2 separate regions of the Mus musculus genome follow, and region 1 is linked to region 2. Evidence: chromatin contacts called from public HiChIP or PLAC-seq data. All regions are on one chromosome and are shown on one strand. The core of a region is the stretch at or near the end of the contact, and the rest is flanking DNA. Distances in the headings are between cores, read along the strand shown.

Evidence for each region. HiChIP or PLAC-seq counts read pairs in DNA pulled down with a chosen protein or histone mark.
Region 1: a contact with region 2 is called in an H3K27ac HiChIP or PLAC-seq map of acute myeloid leukemia, with 3 times the contacts expected there. The contact joins the promoter of Med12 here to the enhancer-like site in region 2. A contact is called at or near these places in 16 of 39 promoter capture datasets (the C10 cell line, the HPC-7 cell line, cranial neural crest and 10 more), 1 of 484 Hi-C or Micro-C datasets (primitive type A spermatogonia), 8 of 115 datasets of contacts at active chromatin or transcription factors (the 230-238 cell line, acute myeloid leukemia, effector CD8 T cells and 4 more) and 4 of 9 other capture datasets (adipose tissue, liver, macrophages and 1 more).

The regions. Positions count from the first base shown.
Region 1 is chrX:101,271,717-101,276,561 of GRCm38.p6, reverse strand. Med12 (mediator complex subunit 12) reads right to left here and starts at 2,471. Exons shown (of 45, transcript NM_021521.2): 1 at 2,203-2,471; 2 at 1,562-1,666; 3 at 1,199-1,390; 4 at 911-1,070; 5 at 281-462; 6 at 10-120. The coding sequence starts at 2,301.
Region 2 is chrX:101,154,335-101,159,391 of GRCm38.p6, reverse strand. It overlaps a transcript of Snx12 not described here. Among named protein-coding and RNA genes, the nearest start is that of Gm24061, 15 kb to the right of the region's middle. Within about 2 kb of position 1,696, at least 8 of the 459 cell types and tissues checked have an H3K27ac peak or open chromatin away from gene starts, as enhancers often do. A contact at or near this core is called in acute myeloid leukemia, where this site is marked.

The DNA of each region.
Region 1 (4,845 bases), core at 1,222-3,721, 120 kb before region 2:
AGGTCTTACTCGCAGCAGTAGGGGAAGCAGCAATTTAAGCAATTCATCTTCTCCAGGGCGTATTTTCTCAAAACACTCAAGCACCCAAGTCAGGAACTCATGTCTGTCCAGCATTCCATCCTATGGATAGCAGGGAACTATTAGAGGTAAGGCAGATAAAGTAAATGGAAGAATGAAGAGAGCTATACCAGGGGCAAGGTAAAAGGCAAATTCCATTCTATTCCAACAGGACAGGATAAGGTGCAACTCAATGCCATGTACAACATGCCCTTGCTCCTACCTGAAACATGAACAAGGCGAGCTTCTCATTGTAATCCCACTGCCTGATGGCCATCTCTACATCATGGGGCAAAGGCCCTATAGTAGAACCACAGCCTCCACTTCCTGCAGGCCCTGGCCGATAGTACTCAGCCATCTTCTGTAGCTGCTCCCACAAGTACTTTGTGATGATTTGAGTCCATTCTAAAGAAAATACGGAAAGGGAACTATATGATACTATTCTTAAGCTTAGAATACTCTATCCCCTGCCTCCACCCACAATCACCAGAGTTCCAAGCTCTATTCATCCTCTTAGCCTGTAGACAAATGCCACCTCCTTAAAGCAATCATTACATCCACTGAAGTCTCAAAGAACCTTCTGTCTACTCTTTTGATGTTTACCACTTTCTATATTTAATTATGCTACATATGCCTTAGCATCTCCACTAAGATCTAAAGAGCAGAAATTATATGCTGGTCATCTTTACAGCCCAGTACCTGAACACAGCAGATACTCAAATTACTCCATGCTTACCAATTTCGTGCACATAAGATTCATGCAGAAGCAAGGAATAGACTAGGAAGATTTATTCTAAGGCTCCATCACTCCTTGAAGCCATCAGTGGTATACCAGGTGTACAGAGTTACTTACCAGTGAAGGGGTCAGCAGTATTTTTCTTCTTAACCTTAGTCTCAGACATTGCTGCATAGTAGGCACAAGTCATCTTAATGAGCCAGGCAGCCCGCATCACAGGCACCGTGTATTTGGCCAAATACCCAAATACTTCTTCCTTTTTACTGAAAATGGGGACCTGGATGGGCATCACAAACAGCAATGTCTCTAATTACTCCAGGGAGCTGACACCACATAGCTACATCTTAGAATATAGGTAGACACATTCCCCACCTTGACCTTAAGAACAGGAAAAGAGTACTTCACCTTTTTGGCTAGGTGTGTGAGTGGTTTGGTGCCAGCCAGGTCAGTGAACCAGGTGTTAATAGCACTCTGAGATCTTGCAGTCACCAGCCAGAAGTTGTCCTTCTGGTTCATTAGGGACTTCCTGCGACCAGTGTCAGAGAGAGTATTACACCTTAACTTCTCTGCGATGATGCTGCTGAAGTTGGAACTGATCTAAAGGGGGAAAAGTAGACCTCAGGGTAGGAAGACTGTGAAAATGCCAATGTGCTAGCACTGAGTTATAAACTCTGCCACCTAGGTTGTCCCTTTCAGTTTGCCCAACCCGGAGCTTTTGCTCCTCAGATTCTTCCAGCCTTTTCCTTCAGCCTGGCAGGGTTGTCTCACCTTGGCAGGATTGAAGTTGACGTTCTTGGCACTGCCATGTTCGTCCCCAGAGACAGCAGGCTGGTTATTGAAACCTTGTTTTACATTCAAAGCCGTCAGTTCATCCTGAGGCAGAAAAACAGCATTTTTAGCTCACCCTCATTCACCTTATAGAAGAGGTTGTAAGAGAGGGCAGAGGAAAAGGTAACAAGGGAGCCAGGGAGGAGGAGGAGGAGGAGGAGGAGGAGGATTCTGACTAGAAGAGGTTGTTATTTAAAGCCCAGCCCTTATGTTCATTTGGACCCCACCCTCACCCCCACAGTCAATGAGACTCCCACATCCCCCAGAGCGACCTCAACATCACTCTTCCCTTACCGGCACCTCACCAAGCTGGCCCTAACAACTTTCTGAGGTTTGTGTGTGAGCGCCCGAGTGAGTGTGGAGGGGGGCACCTCTGGCATGGCTCCTGAACCCACGAGCTCCTCAACCGGAACTGCTGGCAGACCCTACTCTCCAGCAGGGCACCAGTCCACTCTACTCTTCCCCCTGTTGGGACTTTTTCTCTCACCTAACCTCATCCCCCCTTGCCCTCAACTGTCAGTGTCTCTTCCCTCACGAAACACCTGCCCGGACCCCGCGGGAACCGGGAATTGTGAACGCACCTCCTTCTGTTTGGGATCTTGAGGGTACACATCGGGAGGCCCCAGCCGCAGCCGCTTCAGGGGTCGGTGTTCATAGCTCAAGATCCCGAAAGCCGCCATCTTGCCCAGCCCGTACCGCCTGAGGCGCCTGCAGGGCCAGGCGAGGTGGGGAGGGAAGGGGCGGAGGGCCGAGGACGGGAGGGAGCACGGGGACAGCGAGCCGGGCGGCGGTAGAGAGGACCGAGGCCGAGAGAAGGGGGGTGGCGGAGGCGGGGCACGTTAGAAACTCTCGATTACTGCCGGAAACTGCCGAGGGACGCTGGGTACCGTCGGACAATACTGACTGCAGAGTGGGTGGGGCCTCGCCGGCGCGGGGCGGAGCCCCACAGCCCGGGAGCTTTGGGCCCTAGGAGGGAAAGTCAATTTCACACACTAGAAATCCACCGGCGTGGCCGGGGCTGGAGGCGCAGACCTGGAATAGGGAAGGCAGCCGCGGCGCTGAGCTCTCTCGCTGGAACTGGCTTCCCGTGGCCTCGCTCAGTTCTTGGCCTAAAATAAGTGCTCGGGAATTTTTAGTTTAGTTAATAACTGCGTCTTTTACTGATCACTTCGTTTCTTGGTTCTCACATCTGGATAATGGGCATGCTAAACTTCCTTCAAAGGACAGTTGTAAAGATTAGAAACTACTATTGTTTTAAGAAAGCACCTCTGATCTGATACAAAAGATCCGGTCTAGCCAGGCGCAGGCCTTTAACCCCTGCAGAGGCAGAGACAGACGGATCTCTGTGAAGTGCTTGCCTTACACAAAAAGAAAGCAACTGTAAAACTGAAGTGCTTATAATCTCTCCAGGTGGTTACAGGCCCTCTGCACCACAACCCCCTAACCCTTTGTTGTTGTTGTTAACCCTTAACCTGGCGGTGCACACCTTTAGTCCCAGCAGAAGAAAGCAGATCTCTGTGAATTCAAGGCCAGCCTGGTTTACACAATGACTTCCAGAACAGCCAAGTCCATGTATGAACTGTGTAACCCTGTCTCAACAACAACAACAACAAAACCAAAGAAACAAACAAAAAGTAGCCAGATTGATGGCAAACACCTTTAGTCCTAGCAACTAGAGAGGCAGGAGCAGGAGTATCTGAGTTCAAGGCCAGCCTGGTCTACACACTGAGCTCCAGAACAGCCAGAATTACATAGCGCCCTTGTCTCAAAAGAAAAAAAACCACAGGGTTTGGGGATTTACCTCAATGGTAGAGCACTTGCCTAGCAAATACAAGACCCTGGGTACCCGTCCTCAGCTCTGGAAGGAAAAAAACAAACCAAAAAAAAAAAAAAATGCCAACGTGTCATCAGAGTCAGATGTGGTGGGGCAAGCAGGTCATCCAGAGCAACAGTGACTGACACATACCCTGTCTCAAAAAGAAATCCATTGACACTTACATTATGTGTGTCACACACCTGTAATTCCCACAGCTCGGGAGATTGGCAAAAGGATAACAAGTTACTTCCAGCCCAAATTACATAGACACACACACACACATACACACACCTCTTTTCTGAGACAAGGTCATCTCATCATGTAATCGCAGGTGGCCTAAAACTTTCCATATAGCCCACGCTGGCCTAGAACTCACAGAAAGCTCAGTGAGCCATCTGCCTCCTAAAGCTTCCAGGCCGGATCAAAAGGAAAAGGGAGGAGGAGCAGGAGGAGGAAGAAACAGGAATCTTCACAGAATAGTAGTTATACAAATTGTCAGATATTTTCTATCATGAAGCTTTGTATATCTGAACTCCAACTTATGAACCTTCACAATAGGGCCAGGCAGAAGGCAGAAGATGCTTGCTTGCCATTGTACCTGATTACCAGGATAGAATCTTCCGGTTTCACATGATGAAAGCAGAGAACTGACTTTTGCAAACTCTCCTCTGAGCACCGTGTACATGCATGGAACAAACAAACAAATAAATAAAATGTACAAACGACTCTTTCTCAGACTTAGTGGCAAAGGGCACTAACCCGGCACTCCTGTGACAGAAGTCGGCAGTCTCTTTGACTTCCAGAACAGCCAGGACTACACAGTGAGATCTTGTCTCAATAAATAAATAATCTAAAAAAAAGAGGAGCTGCAGAGATGGCTCAGGGATTAGGAGCACTGCCTGTTCTTCCAGAGGACCAAGGGTCATTTCCAAGCACTCACATAATGGCTAACAATAGTATGTAAGTCCCCTGCCTGAGGTTCTGATGCCTTCTTCTGAGTTCCTCTGGCACAGGGCATGACATGTACTGTGTAGATTTACATGGAGGCAAAATGCTCAAACAAATAAAATAAAAATTAGCTGGGTGATGGTCGCACACACGTTTAGTCGCATCATCCAGGAGACGGAAGCAATCAGATCTCTGTGAGTTCAAGGCCAGCCTGGTCTACAGAATGAATTTCAGGACAGCCACAATTACACGGAGAAACCCTGTCCCCAAAAACTAAATAAATAAATTAAATAAATAAATAAATAAATAAAAGCCACAAATTCATAAATCTGGGTCTGGAGAGATGGTTCAGTGCTTAAGAATATTTGTGGCTTCTCCAGAAGACCCGAGTTAGCCTCTCATCACAAACATGGTAGCTCAAAACCATCTGTAGCTTCAACTCCAAAGGGTCTAATGCCCT
Region 2 (5,057 bases), core at 447-2,946:
GGGAGCCTTCCACATCACCCATAATTATGTATTATGTTTTAGAGATATGTACTACAGGTGAAGAATAAATACAGAACATGTACTTAAATTAAAAAACACCAAAGCCTGGTGACCTCTGGGGAGGGAGAGGGAAGAGGGGCCAGAAACCTAAGTGCACATGCAACATTATGTTTTTGTGCTGCTGGAAATTGAACCTAGAGCCTTGCACATGCTAGGCAAGTATTTTACCATCAAGTACATCTGAAGCATCAATGATGTTTTATTTTAATTAAAAATAGAAACGAGTGCCTGGAGAGATGGCTCGGTGATTAAGAACACTGGCTGCTTTTTCAGAGGAGCTGTTCAGAGGACCTGTGTTCAGTTCCTAGCACTGACATGGTAGCTTACAAGTTAACTTGCTTTGTCAGCATTTAGTGCTTAGAAGTGAGTGAATATTGAAAGGATACCGCTGGCAGAGGAAAAAGCAAGGCAGCAAACAGATACTGGCTGAGAAAGGTTTTAGAATTTGCTTATATGATGAACATTTATCAGACACCTATAATGTACTAAATGCATTAGGATGCAAACATTACTAAGACTTTGTTTCTTTACCCCGTGTCTTACACTATAGTGGGGGTTGATACCATATAAATAGAAGTAGTACATTCTCAGCTGCAATGTAACTCAGTGGAAGAGTATTTGCTTAGCACACACAAGGCCCTGATTCTGATCCCTAGCATCGTAAAAAGGAGGTGGGGGAAAGAGATACTATGCCCTAGTGTGTAACTCATGGCAGGGAATCGAACAGAGTGCTGTAGGAATGTAAAGAACAGAGTAATAGACTGTAAATAGTGCACATTTCCTGTAGCAAGCTAGTTAAAGGTTCAGGCTTTGAAAATATATATAAAAATTCTTCCACCTACTAGATAGAAACTTAATTAACCCTTTCACTATTTGTTTTCATTTGTAAAATGGCCAGCATGGTAGTTACCTCACAGTATTGATTGAAGATTAAACAAGTTAATGAACATACTTTGTTTAGCAAAACTGCTTGATGACAGCTAAGGTGTTTGTCAAGAAGGCACACATTTAAGGATGAGGAGTGACAAAATAAGGAGATAATTCTAAGAGGAGGGAATGCAGTATGTGAAGACAGGAAGACATACGCGAGCATAGTCAATACTGGAGAAGTTGTTATTCTGAGACTGAGAGCCATTATGCTTGAAACTCACAGACACAGCTGAATCCTAATATGCTAAACCAAGGAGTCTGTATTCTGGCGGGCACTCAGAATTCAGAAGCGTGGATTTGGTTTTGTTTTGTAATGAATAAATCAAAGATAATTTTGAACGCAGTTGTGGAAGTAGAACTGGCTTGGAATGGGAGAAGATTGATGGGTAGGGCTACTAGTTAGCAGGTGTCCAAGCTAACAGCTTTAACCAGGGGATATGCCAAGCTTGACAGAATGACACGGGATACAATATTTAGGACAGTCTGCTAATTTGTTGCATGTACAGGGTTAGAGAAAGGAGGTTGAGCCAAAACCCAAAGTTTTTAGTTTGGGAATCAAGCCTGGGGGAAAAAAAGGAATATAAATTAGAAAGCCAATGGATTGTGGCTAGAGAGAAGACAAATCTGATCTTAGACCTGTGGCACTTAAGTCACCTTTGCAGCCTGTAGGTCAAGATGCTTAACAGTTATTTGGAAATGTCTGGGAGTTACGCAAGAGTTTGGGGCTCTGGTTTCAAATTTTGCAATCCATCAGTGTTAGATGGCAGTTGAAGCTGTGTAAGCAGTTGAACTTTGTTCCAGGTTGTTGGAGAAGAGAAGAAACACTAGGGCATAATCCTGGCAAATCCCAATGAGTAAGAGTTGAACGGAGACACTCTGACTGGAAAAGAAGAGAGAGATAGGAGAATGAGGAGACAGTAAGAACTTTGGGAAACAAGATCAACCAGTTGCCTTAGACTATAAATGTGGGCCAATGAGTTCAGCCCCTGGTATGTCAGCCTCCCTCCTTCCTTCCCTCCCTCTCCCCTCCCCTCCCCTCTGAATTTTTTAGACAGGGTCTAGCCCAACCTAGAACTTAAAATGATCTTCTAGCCCCAAGTGCTAAGATTACAGGTTTGTATCTGCCACCACATCTGGCTTCTATTATAGTTTGATAATATTATAGCAGAAGCCAGAGTGCAGTGAAGTGACTCAATGGAAAGGGGAAAGGACAGATGGTAGGAAAGGAGAGTGGCTGTAGACTAGTCACTCCACCCATCTATCTGACTGTGAAGGGAAGGAGGGAAAAAGGATAGTTTGAAGTGAGATTAGTGTGGAAATCACATGTTAAGTTTTGAATGGGAAGATGTTAAGTATGTCTGTAGTGTGGAATGAAGTGTCACAGAGAGAAATGGGATGCTGGGTGGAATCCAAGTCTACAAAGACAATTCCTAATAGATTCTTCTAGAGATCACCACGAGTAAATCAGTTTAGATTGTTCAGAGTGCAGTGAGACCAGGAAGTAGGCAAGCGGGAAGGGGGTACATGGAGACAAAGACAAAGCTCCTGCTTATGCGGTCCCTTCACACTCTACAGAATACTTCTGGTGCACGATGTGAAGACCTTCTTGTGTCCTAAAAGATGTTTATTTCCATGACTAGTGGAAAATACAGCTATGTTGTGTACCATTAAAAAAAACACCCATCTTTTGGATAACTGACTTGTAATAGTTATCACATTTATGTTCCAGATTTTAGGAAACGTAAACAAACAGTAAAGACTCCAACTGTCGTTGGCAGGCCTGTAATCCCAGCACTTGAGAGGCAAAGACAGGTGGGTTGGCTTTGAGAAAATCCTGCCACAAAAGAAAAAGGGGGGGAGGGGAGAAAGACTGCAATTTGCTTCCCCGCTAAAGCTCACACAGCTTGTTTGATGTCCCCAACAGGAGATTTCTCATTGCTGACATCATTTACCATGGGAATCACCCCGAGGGGGCTCACATTTTTATATTCCGTCCATCTAGGTTTGAAAACATAAGCATAGATAACTGTTTCTAGGATTTATTTATTTTTCTTGCTACTCCATATTAGTGTAGAATAGTTTTTGCAGGGAGCTGGTTACTGAATGGCATGCGGCTTTGCTTGGTGCTCTAATGAGTGTGGCAGAAATCTGAGAACTTGGAAAGGGAATCGCTTACTAAAATTTTACTGTCACGGGAGAGCTGAGATTATCTGTAGACAACGTTACAGTTTTATTTGACGAATGTTCTTTGACAATTTCATACACAAACACAATACATTCTGATTACACTCCTCCCCCCCTTATCTCTCTCCCACCCTTGTCAATAGCCCCACTTGAATCCTATCAGTCCCTTTCCCAGAATCATGACTTTTTGTTTTGTTTTATGACCCATTTTATTTAACCAAGGCCATCTTTGTAAGACCGTTGAATTGGAACTATGCATTCAACCAGGCAAAGTCGTCACTGGGTACACAATTTAAGGCTATGATGCCCCCTCTCCCTGAATTTATTGTTAGCAAGTAGCTCAGCAGTGAGGGGTAGGACACGGAAAACAAGCTAAAGTGTAACTCTAGACTTAGAAATTTAGTTAAAAAAAAAAACATTTATTTCTGGGCCAGTCATGGGAGCACATGACTTTAATTCCAGCAGAGGCAGGTAGATCTCTGTGAGTTCAAAGCCAGTCTGGTCTATATAGTCAGTTCTAGACCAGCCAGGGCTACATAGTGAGATCCTGTCTCAAAACCAATCCCATCAGGCTAGAGAGTTGGCTCAGTGGTTTATAGCACTTGTTGGAAAGGACCCAGATTTAATTCCCAGCACTCACATGGAAGCTCACCACCTCCTCAAGCACCGGTGTATGTGGTTGATAGATTCATGAAAGGCAAAACACTCATACACATAAAATAATAATAAAAAAATCTAAAAAAACCCAATCACATATTTATTTATGTATATTTTTCCCATGTATGAGTATTTGGCTTGCATGTATGTATATGCCCCATGAGCATGCCTTGTGCCTTCAGAGGTTAAAGAAGGTGTTGGATCCCCTGCAACTGGAGACAGTTGTGAGCTGCATGTGGAGCTGGATTTGAACCTGGGTCCTCAGCAAGAATAACAAGTGCTCTTAACCACTGAACCATCTCTCCCATATTTATCGATAGATTGTGTGTGTGTGTGTGTGTGTGTGTGTGGTGAGGACGAGTTCATATGCTATGGCATGTATGCAGCAATCAGAGAACAGTTCCTGGGAAATGGTTCTCTCCCAATACCGTGTGGGTTTTAGGGATCAAACTCAGGTCCTTGGGCTTGCTGTGAATGCCCTAACCTGATGAGCCATGTCAACAGCTCTGTCCATTTTTGATGCAGCCTCACTGAGTAGTCCAGGTTGGTCTGAAGCTTATAATCCTTTTGCCTCAACTTCTAAATTACAAGCTCATGCTACCACTCCTGTGTATTACAAAAAAAGTATTTAGAAATAATTTCATGTCCATATATATAGGTATTTATTCAATTTTTATGGTAATATAACATTGACTAATTTTTCAACTTGTAGAAATTTTGTGGCTGTCCTGGTAAGGACATGCAACACGGTCCGTTGTGGTACTGCTGGTAGTCAATACCGAGCACTAGACCGTTTTCATCATTCTTAATACACTCCTGCATTCGATCAGGTGGGAGAGAAGATAACTGCAAAGCTTTTACAGTCCAACAGTCACTTCCCAGCTCCTCGCAGCTCTAGAAACTACTACTCTACTTTTTGAGTACAGGAGGCAGAGGCAGGAGTTTGGAGTGCTGGGGATTACAACTGGGTGTTGCCATAGTTGGTAATCTTTACTTTCAAAGGATAATTTCAATAGATACAGAAGTCTTTGGTGATATGTTCTTTTTTCAATATATTAAATATCCCAGTGCCTGGTTCTGAGAAGTCTGATATAATTTTAATCCTTGCTGCTTTGTGGATAAGGTATTTTAAAACACTAAATTCTTTCAAAATTTTCTTTTTTGCCTTGGTTTTCTGCACTTTGAATATGATATACCTTAGTTCAGATTATTTTTAAGGAAAGAGG